Linked DNA regions of Mus musculus: region 1 is linked to region 2. A link is a contact called in public promoter capture Hi-C data. All regions are on one chromosome and are shown on one strand. The core of a region is the stretch at or near the end of the contact, and the rest is flanking DNA. Distances in the headings are between cores, read along the strand shown.

Region 1 (4,709 bases), core at 780-3,279, 250 kb before region 2:
TGTGTGCTTGGTGCCTATGGAGGCCAGAAGGCAGCACTAGATCACTAAGATTGGAATTAAGGGCAGTTCAAAACTGTATCAGGAACTGAAGCCAGGCCCTCTGCAAGATCAGCAAGTGCTGTTAACTACTGAGCTGCTTTTCTAACCCCTGCTACAGGAAATGTAAAAGTGGAATTTGACAGAAATATTTGAGCAAAACCAGTGCAACTCTGAAGCCCTTTGCTAGTGTGGGACTTGCACTAACTGTTGCTGTCTGATGGAAGGACAGCTTCCAGTTATGGCCTTGGGATGCCCTGGGGCTTTCCTTCGGGTTTCTAGCTCTACTACTGTACATCACCTGGTGTCAAGCTTCAGTGTCCACTTAGCACAGTCTCTCTGTAGTGACCAGTGGTGAGTCAAGGGCTCTGTTCCATCCCTAATGGACACACAGAAAGCTCAGCAACACCACAGCACCGGAGACCTGAAGCTCTTCACTACGACCTCTCTGGAAACTGCAGGAAGAACAGACCACATTCATAACAAGGACTTCTTATTCTAACTCCTCCCTTTCTGACTCCAATAATGGAGTATGGACTTTATTCCAGTAAGTGAGCCCTCACCTACAGGCTTCAGAATCTTTTGTCACCAAGACTTTTGGCTCTTGTCACTGTAACTTCCTGATTTAAAGGTCCTCCCTGACAGAAGGAGCATGAAGGCCAAGCTTCATCATCTCTGGATAATGTGAAGGCTTGGTTTAGTCCAGGAGTCAGCAGACTAGCTAGGTTCCCCAATTAGTACGTGGCCAGTAAGTGGCAATGGCCTGGTGCCACAGCTGGAGAGTTGTCTTGGCAATGACAGCTGGATAATTTACATTCTCTTCACATAGCCACTCAGCTACAGCAGGCAGCTGCAGATTGCTGGTTTTGTTTTTTGTTTTTTTTTAAACAACAAACTGGTTTACTGCAGACGTAAATTTTGGTAATATTTCACAGACTCTGAGTTATGAGCATTGAAGGCTACAGAGGCTGTCACAGGACCTGACAACTGTAAGAAAGACAAGCATGGAAGAGGGTATGTAGGTGGAAACTGACGAATAAGCCAAACTCAAGTGATCCTGGGCAGAGATGGGTGACTGATTACACAACCGATAGACATTCAGTGTCCACAGAAAGAATCCAAACAAGATTTTCTTCATGTTATTTTCATACAACTCTTTACACTGGCCATCTTTCCTTCCTTAGTACTTGCTTACTGTGCACTGGTAAATCTATACCTCATTACTAGAATTTTTCTAATTTTCCACATTGAAAAAGCTCTATGTGTACTGTGGAATAAGAAGCAGACTTGTATATTTAAGAGGGTAGAAAGATTCAACAGGGAAATGTTTGAACCTACGGAAAAAGTATTCCATAGAATATTGGAAACCATCTCAGAACCTGCCAAAATATACCTTCTTCCACTCCATATCAAACATACTTAACCACTGTTAAAAGCAACATGCTGAGTCAAGTTGATGAATTCTTTATGTCAGAGTGTACCAGAGAAATGAAGGTCTGGATACACACTCCATCACATCCATGAGAGCCTGCCTATTTTATAGGACAGTCTTAAGTCTCAGTCTTCAGGGATTCTGGGCACCAAGTCTTTCCCAGATAATGCACCACTATCAAAGCCTTATCTCAGAGTGACAGGTTCCTGAAACTCTAACTTGAGTGTAGCTTCCTGGCAAACACTGCAGTGAGAAAGCAGATGCCTTTGGTCTTACATAGGACAAAATTAGCTCATGGCTCACTTTTTATACAAAATCCTCCAGGATTAACTGTCAGTTCCACCATCTTGTTGAAGAGAAAGGGCGCCACACTGGGGCAAGTACAAAGGAAAAGGCAGATGTCCTCACAGCACAACCATCTCTGCCATTAAATCTGAATGCACACAGTAGTTTGCTTTAGCACTAACCTCAAAGAATTTTGTCCATTCTGCTTACAAGACAGTTGTGCTGACACATCTACTTTGGAAATACCCAAGGGGGAGAGGGCACTTTTCTTGTGGAATGCTAGTGCCATCTAGTGGCAGCTTATTCCATAGTTCACACAAAACAGCTTCGTACAGATGCCTCTCTGCATTGTATTATAGGTTTGGTTTTTATCTTATCTCCCACAGACACTTTCCTCCAAGAGCAGAAAAAGAACCTAGAGCATGAGTGCCTTTATCTATAGGTAAAGGTTAAATTTTGAAACAGATGGTCCTGGAAGCTATAATATCCTGTGCTACATCTCTTCACTGTGGATACTGTAAATAAGATGAATGAGCAAATGGAAGCTCTGAGAACCACCCAACATTTGCACAGTAACCATCTCCCTACTGCATCAAACTCCAGACTCCACGATCCTTCTCCAGCCTCAGTCTCTTTAGAATGGGTGACTTAGTCACTTCGCAAGTGTGCACTGAGAACTGTACTGGAAGGCACCAGGCAAACACACAGTTGGCACTTGTTTTTTTTCCTGCTGAAACCCTCCATATTCCCATTAAATCATTGATGCAGTGGATGGAAGCAGTGGATGGAAGCAAAGGACTCTCCTGCACCTTGCCTTATTCACATTCCGTTTCCAACTACATGGCCTGACCCGGCCTCACTCTAAGCCCGCTCCTCTTCTCTAGATGTCCAGCCAGCTCTGACCCTTGGGGTCTGAAGCTGCTGCTGAGACAAACCTGAAGCTTAGTAGCAACAGAGCCATTTCTCCATCATGGCGTGTGTCCATCTTAGCAGGAGAACACAAAGTGAACTAAATGCCCTGTCCTTTGCAAAAGCTGAGAACACATGATGTGCAGTGCATTATGAACTGCTAGCTATAAGCAGTTATAAAGTTGTATAAACAGATAAAGAACTTTTCATCTGGCCTGATTCAAAGTGCTCACTGCCTAGTAACTCCTATTTTCCCTAGGCCTAGACCTGGCAATTGCTGTTCAGTTCTTGCTACTTGCATCTGGTTACTTAAGAAATTGCACATGAGGTCTCTGGCCGCCACGTCCCTGCATCTGCAATGGATGGTCATTCGGAACTGCTCCAGTTTCTTGATTAAGAGGTATAAGCAGACGTACAGCACAGAGCCAAATAAACTGAAACTCCTTCCCCTACAACGGGCTAATTCACTGCAAGACTGTCGGAGTGGAGCCAGCGGCTGATGGCAAAGGGGTCCTGGTAGTTATGAAATGCAGATTCAGTCAGGGAAAACCTGCCACTTCTTACACGTTGTGAATCCATTAGTACTTTTGAAGAGTTTTTACGTTTTTTGCCTTTCAAATTCTATATTAATTGACTTATGTATAACTACCTTATTACAGAATTCTATATGTCCATACAGATTTTCCCTAACTTACAGGTGTGTATGTGCTGTATTTGAGTACAGGACAGGGAAAAGAGCAAGCAAAATATACGACACAGCAGAAGAAGACACATTTTCACAGCACCTGTCTTTATAAAATGACATAGACGAGAAATCCTGAACTTTGCAATTGGATTTCCACAAGTAATTTCATCTCTGTAACTATGCCAACTGCCATCACCAACCTTCTCTTGCTTCATGAATGGAAGAGGCAAACTATTCTCATGCATCAGCCTACACAGGCCACCTGCATAGTGCAAGCCAAACTCAAGCAAGGTGCTAGAAACACAAACCACTGTCCTCCGTACCTTTCGGCAGCGTGGGTTGGGGCAGCTGAACCTCTTCACATCGCTGTCCAACAGAGCAGGGAAGCTGCAGGAGGGGCACCTGGAGCAACAGGAAAGCGGCATCACTCAAGATGTTTAAAGGTGGGTCTCCTGGGATTGTGCTACCAAGATGGAGGATTAAGCATGGCAGACAGTGCTTTGTATTCCTTAATTATCACTACAGCCTAGACTGAGCTGCCTCCTACACTGCACTTACAGGGACAACACAGGCACCATGCCAACGTCCAAACTTACTGTCAACCACATACCTCAAGCTCTCAAGGATTCCTTGTAACCATTACTCTTCCTCCCTCCCAGGGTGCAGTGACTCAGCTACAGGCTAGAATACTAGGTAACAAATAAGGTGTAGGCAGAGCCATCGATAGATGCTTTCATTATAAGCTTAACTGATTGTTGCAATAGCAAGAAGGGCCAGAAAATCCAGACAGAATCTTCTTGCCTGGTAAAAGCAGACTTTACCTTGGGGAATGAGTAGATTGTCAGCACTCACCGGACAAGCTCATCAGCATAGGCTGCAGCGACTTCTTCCTCAGCTTTCCGTTCATAGTATTTGTACAGAATGGTCTGGGGGAGCACCTTCTCCAGCTCACTGGTTGGGAAGGAGCACGTGCAGCTGCCTTCCATGCAGCTGAGTTCTGACTAGAATAAAGCAATCAGGCAAAGGAAAAAGTTAGCCAGGGCTCAGAATAACGAAGAGTAAAGGGTCCAAATGCATCTTTCAAGGGGAGGGACAAGAGCACAACCATGAAGGTAGCAAAGCCCTTCTCCTCCGATGAGGAAGTCATAAGTAAGAGCATAATGGCTTTCCTTCTGTGATCCTACCAGAGGACCTCCAGCAGCCCAAGCGATTATCTATGAAGAAGGAACACCAGTGGTAGGTGATACAGATCAGTGAGCTGGGAGAGGCTGGCTTCAGTGTCTGAAGTAAGCAGCTTCACTTGTAAAGTGCAAAGCTGGAGACTCTGGGAAGGGGAGGGGAAAGGTGGTGACTAGATATGAA
Region 2 (4,906 bases), core at 888-3,387:
TTAGGGGCACTGGCTGCTCTCCCAGAGGACCCAAATTCGATTCCTAGCACCCACATGGTGGCTCACAACCATTTGTAACTCTAGTTGCAGGGATCGAAAGCCCGCTCCGCTTCCAGCCTCCACAGTGTGAGCAGCAGCATACAGGTGGTACACAGACACAACATCCCCACGCAAAACAGTTCCACATTAACAAATAATTTTACAAATTTAAGATGAAAAGGAGCCAAGGAAGCCAGGTGGCGGTGGCGCATACCTTTAATCCCAGCACTCGGGAGGCAGAGGCAGGCGGATTACTGAGTTCAAGGCCAGCCTGGTCTACACAGTGAGTTACAGGACAGCCAGTGCTACACAGAGAAACCCTGTCTCAAAAAAAGGTGACAGTAGTGACCCGACTTCACACAGCTGTCCTCAGGCCTCTCCAGATGTGCTGTGGCACAGGCAACCACACACACATCACACATGCACAGTAATACTAAAAGTAAGCTGGGTGTGATGGCATACACCTTTAATAGCAAATGCTAGGGAGGCAGAGACACCTGGTCTGGGTTGAGTTCAAGGCCAGCCTGGTCTACATTTTGAGATCCAGGACAGCCCAGGCTACATAATCAGAACCTGTTTCAAAATGAAACAAATCCTAATTTTACTACTTTGTGTACAAGAAGGCTACAATTCCAGAGCCAGACACGTGGACCCTATAATCCTCAAGAGACTCAGGTAGAAGGGTCATGAGGGTTGAATTCAGCTTGGGCTACATACCAAATTCTTTTTTCAAAAAAAAAAAGTCAATCAAAGAAACAAAAAAAATGTTTGCTCCATAAAAAAAACGGGACTGGGTGTAGCACCCAGGCAGGGATGATCGATGACATCACGCACGTGTAAAAGACCTCTACGAACATCCAAACTCTTGTTATCCTGTCTACGGAGACTGTGGGAGACGCTATTTCGAGAGCAGTACCTGGAGCCAGGAGGCCGCACATTCCAACACGGGGATCCGACACACGGCCACGGCCATGGAGACCAGCTTTCCCAACAAGCTCATTCGGCTGTCGTCGGCTTTGTTCCCTTGGGGGCTGAAAAGGGAGGAGAAAATGATCTGCCGCACAGAGTCCTTGCTTTGCTCCTGGAAGTAACTGCACATGATTTCAAGAAGCTGGAGCTCCTGGAGGGAATTCAGTCTCTGTAAAAACAAACCCGGAAGAGAAGCTGTGAGAAGAGGGCCTCCACCTGCCCCTTAGCTCCCACCCTAAGAGATTAGGGAAGTGGATGCTTAGAATCCCAGCGCACACGAGGCTGAGTCTAGCCGATAATGAGTTTCAGGCTGGCCCGAGATACATGGTACACAGAAAGACAGTGTTTGAAAAAGGAAAACAGATCTATTCTTTTTCCCAGGGTGTATTTTTTTCACCCTTCAGAAGCCTAAGCCCGGGGGGGCTTAACTCTATGAATAAGCAAAGGAAAAAACCCTGCATCTAGTTAAGCGACATCCCAGAGGGATGTTAAGTAGCCAGTTCACAAAGCCACCACCCCGGATCATTCATTGGTGGGCGACTGTCACACGCCTGCGAAACGGGCACGCGGCTGAGCAACGCCGCTGGACTGCAAGGCCGGGGGAGCGGAAAGAGGAGCGAGACCTCGGGGCGAGCTCCTGTCACCGAGCGAGGGCACGGCCGGGGCGGGCACCTTGGGCTGCGCGCCGCGCTCCTTGGGCACTTGGAACACGAACTCCTCCAGCAGCTCCACGGAGCCCTTGTCCACGATGGGCAACGGCGCGCTCTGCAGCTGGCTGCTGAAGTAGATGTCCAGGTGGTACAGCACCTCCTTGGCGGCGCTCAGCGCGTCGCGCCGCAGCAGCGAGTGGCGGATGTCGCTCATGGTGCGGCCGCCCTGTCCCCGCCGCGAGTCCTACTTCCGCCCGGAGACAAAGAGGCGCGACCGGCCTGGGCCCCGACGCGGGCAGGGTCGCGGCGCCCGCCCGCCTCTAACAGGCGCCAACCCGCTCAGGGGACCATCGTCGCCGCTGCCGCCGCCGCCACGGGCCAGCGAGTATCCTGGGGTCCGACTGCGGCGCCGCCCAGAGCCGCGGGAGCCGACGCCGCTCGGCCGAACCGGCGGCTGAATGGCGACGGCGGCCCGCAGGGGCCAAGCTCGGGCTGCGGCCGCGCGCTCTCGTGGGCGCCCCCTGGCGGTGAAGCCCGCACGGGCAAGCACGAGGCCCCGCCCCGCCGTCTTCGCAAGAGTTTCTCCGGCTTCAGAGGTGTTTGATTATCAGACACTCGGAGGTGTTCTGAGCCGGCACCACGCACCCAAGCCTTCTCATGCTCCCCTCCAACCAGGACGTGCTCTGATCGCCCCCGGGAGTGGGGCGACTACTAGGACAAATGATGCTTGTAAGCACCCCCACGCCCTGATCCTTCTGTTCCAGGGTCAGTGTTTCCAAATTCTCTCCTGACTCCTGGACCCTCTTAACTGCTATGCTCTAGCCCAGCCCAGGAGGACTATGGGAATCTTAGTACAAGGTTTAGCCCACGTGCTCCCTGTTCCTGAAAACCCTCCCACCCTACAACACTCCCACTCCCCAGCTCAAGATTTCTATACAATCTATGGGCGATGGTTTATTTACAATTTATACTAAACTAGCTGTTAATGAAGACTGGAGATTTTTTTTTTTCTTTTGGTTTTTCGAGTCAGGGGTACTCAGTGTAACCCTGGCTGTCCTGTAACTCACTGTGTAGACCAGGCTGGTCTCAAACTCAGAGATCCACGTTCCTCTGCCTCCTGAGTACTGTGATCAAAGGTGTGCACCACCACCGCCCATCGGGGAGTAGAGATTTTAAACAGAATGGAAAAGTCTTGCGTGTGGCTCACAAATACAATGACTAAGAGGCCTATGGCTGAGAGGATTTAGTTAAGATGATAAAGGGCCCCTGCCTGGGAAAGAACAGACCAGGGAGAGAGTGCAGCTGGGCACAGCCCAGAGACTCTCTTGTACATCAGGGAACAGACTTTATGGTCCTAGTTCAGGCGCCCAAGGGTGCAGTGAAAGAGGCAAAGGCCTCCTTGTCACCCAGAGCCTTGGACATCTCTTGACCCTTCTCACACTAGGACCTCAGAAGTTACTGGATCTAGCAGAATATAGGCAGGAGGGAAATCTGCCCTGGGAGACACGAGAACTCAGCAAGCCTAGCTTCCCATCTCTTTTTCCCCACTAAAGCCCACTCACGCCCACACAGCAGAAACCAACACAGACAATGATGAGAAAACAAATATCCATGTGTACAAATAGGTGTGCACTGTATTTAAAAGGCAGGGCACTTCCGCTCTATTTCTCCTTTTTCTTGTAACTGGGGGTAGCAGGTAGAAAGATCTCTCGAAGGTTGCTCCTAAACCCGTGGGAGTGAATGTTCTGGTGGATCCGGGGCTCAGCTGATGGGGACCAAGCCACCAGAGGCCAGCGCTGGCACCAGGCCCAGTCGCCTTTATACCATTCATTTGTGGTCTGGTTGGTGGCAGCCAGGTACAGAGCAAAGCACAAGTAGCCAGCCAGGAGCATGCTCAAAACGATGACAAAGCCCAGTAGGAAGACAATCCTTGGAAATGCCAGGAACAGATGCTGTGGGCAGAAAACCAGAGTGTTAGCAAATAGCCTTCAATGCCTGAGCACCAGCCCTGACCCTGTGGTGCAGACTCATCACTCAGCTGACCTTCTGCATCAGATCTGACCCACCAGGCAGTATATACAGCTGAAAAATGTGCCAATGCCCCAGCATTCATGAGGCCCCACACTCAAAATTCCCTATTTCTCTTTCTCTGTCTCTGTCTGTCTCCCTGTCTGTCTGTCACATGCATGTATTGCACAAGTGCAAGCACACAGATACACACACATATGCACTTCAGTTGCCTCAAATCTGACCCTTGGAACATAGATCTGAGTCACAGTCAACACAGACACAGGCAGGCAGCCCAGGCATGAGCCTAGTGTGTGTGACAGCTTGTTGCAGGATAACTTTCACACAGGCAGAAAGGTCACTCAAGACACAGACAGTACTTTGCCAGTCTGCTGTTTACAGACAAATATGTGGAGACAGCTCGTGCATTAAACTAAAATCCTGCGAGGACTGTCTCTTTAAAGCCACCGAGCACAGGAACAGCAGGCCAGGAGTGCTGACAGCAGTACCCGCCCCTCCAGCATCTCTGCGCATGAGCGATGGTGCAGGCTGGTGAGCATAACGCTCACAAGGCTGAAATGGTTGGCAAGTTTGAGGCCAGCCCAAGTCAGAGTAAGGCCTTGACTCAAGACATCAAAACAAAACAATAACAAACGAAATGGCTGTGCATGAGGAAGAATGAGACTCTGGGTCAGTCACAGTACAGCACACCAAGAAGCAATTAACGTCAACTCAGACTGTGGATTGGTGCGCAGTGAGAACGGAAAGGCTCAGGGCTCTCCCTGGTATGTTGTGTGACTATGGCACGAGGATGGTGAGGGTCTAAGGCCAGGCCACATCTGGGAACTGGCACAGGAGGGGCGGGGCAGAGGTCTCACACTGCGTGTTCCTTTTTAAACCTTTAGGGCAAAAGTTCTCTGTGGGTGTTCACGCAATGTGTGTCTGCATCAGAGCGTGGGGTCAGGCATCTGTCCGTGCTTTTCTACCTTGCTTGAAGCTAGCTTGCTGCTGCAATGCCAGGCTAGCCTGGCCTGTGAGCTTCTGGGATTTTCTGTCTCCACCTCTCAGCCTCTCCATTCCAGATGTGTGCCCCCACCTCTCAGCCTCTCCATCCCAGATGTGTGCTACCACACTGTGCTCTACACGGATTCTGGGATCCGAACTGAGGTCCTCATTTGTATGGCAAGGGCCTTACCCACTCAGCCGTATAGAACCCTGAGCCAAATGCTTGCTTATCTGAA

Evidence for each region. Promoter capture Hi-C pulls out the DNA fragments that hold promoters and counts their contacts.
Region 1: a promoter capture Hi-C map of trophoblast stem cells shows a contact between it and region 2, with 2.5 times the contacts expected there. The contact joins the enhancer-like site here to the promoter of E130309D02Rik in region 2. A contact is called at or near these places in 15 of 39 promoter capture datasets (the 3T3-L1 cell line, 3T3-L1-derived adipocytes, the HPC-7 cell line and 10 more), 3 of 484 Hi-C or Micro-C datasets (the G1E-ER4 cell line, cortical neurons and embryonic stem cells), 3 of 115 datasets of contacts at active chromatin or transcription factors (bone marrow-derived macrophages, extraembryonic endoderm stem cells and vascular smooth muscle cells) and 2 of 9 other capture datasets (adipose tissue and pancreatic islet).

Annotation. Positions count from the first base shown.
Region 1 is chr5:143,064,647-143,069,355 of GRCm38.p6, forward strand. It overlaps Rnf216 (ring finger protein 216), which reads right to left. Exons shown (of 17, transcript NM_080561.4): 12 at 4,200-4,348; 13 at 3,671-3,749. It overlaps Gm43380 (a long non-coding RNA gene), which reads left to right. Exons shown (of 3, transcript XR_003955828.1): 3 at 2,140-3,676. Among named protein-coding and RNA genes, the nearest start is that of Gm43380, 28 kb to the left of the region's middle. Within about 2 kb of position 2,030, at least 46 of the 459 cell types and tissues checked have an H3K27ac peak or open chromatin away from gene starts, as enhancers often do. A contact at or near this core is called in the G1E-ER4 cell line, adipose tissue and bone marrow-derived macrophages, where this site is marked.
Region 2 is chr5:143,313,223-143,318,128 of GRCm38.p6, forward strand. E130309D02Rik (RIKEN cDNA E130309D02 gene) reads right to left here and starts at 2,138. Exons shown (of 6, transcript NM_172726.4): 1 at 1,681-2,138; 2 at 956-1,177. The coding sequence starts at 1,872. Zdhhc4 (zinc finger, DHHC domain containing 4) reads right to left here. Exons shown (of 8, transcript NM_028379.5): 8 at 3,267-3,610. The coding sequence ends at 3,320.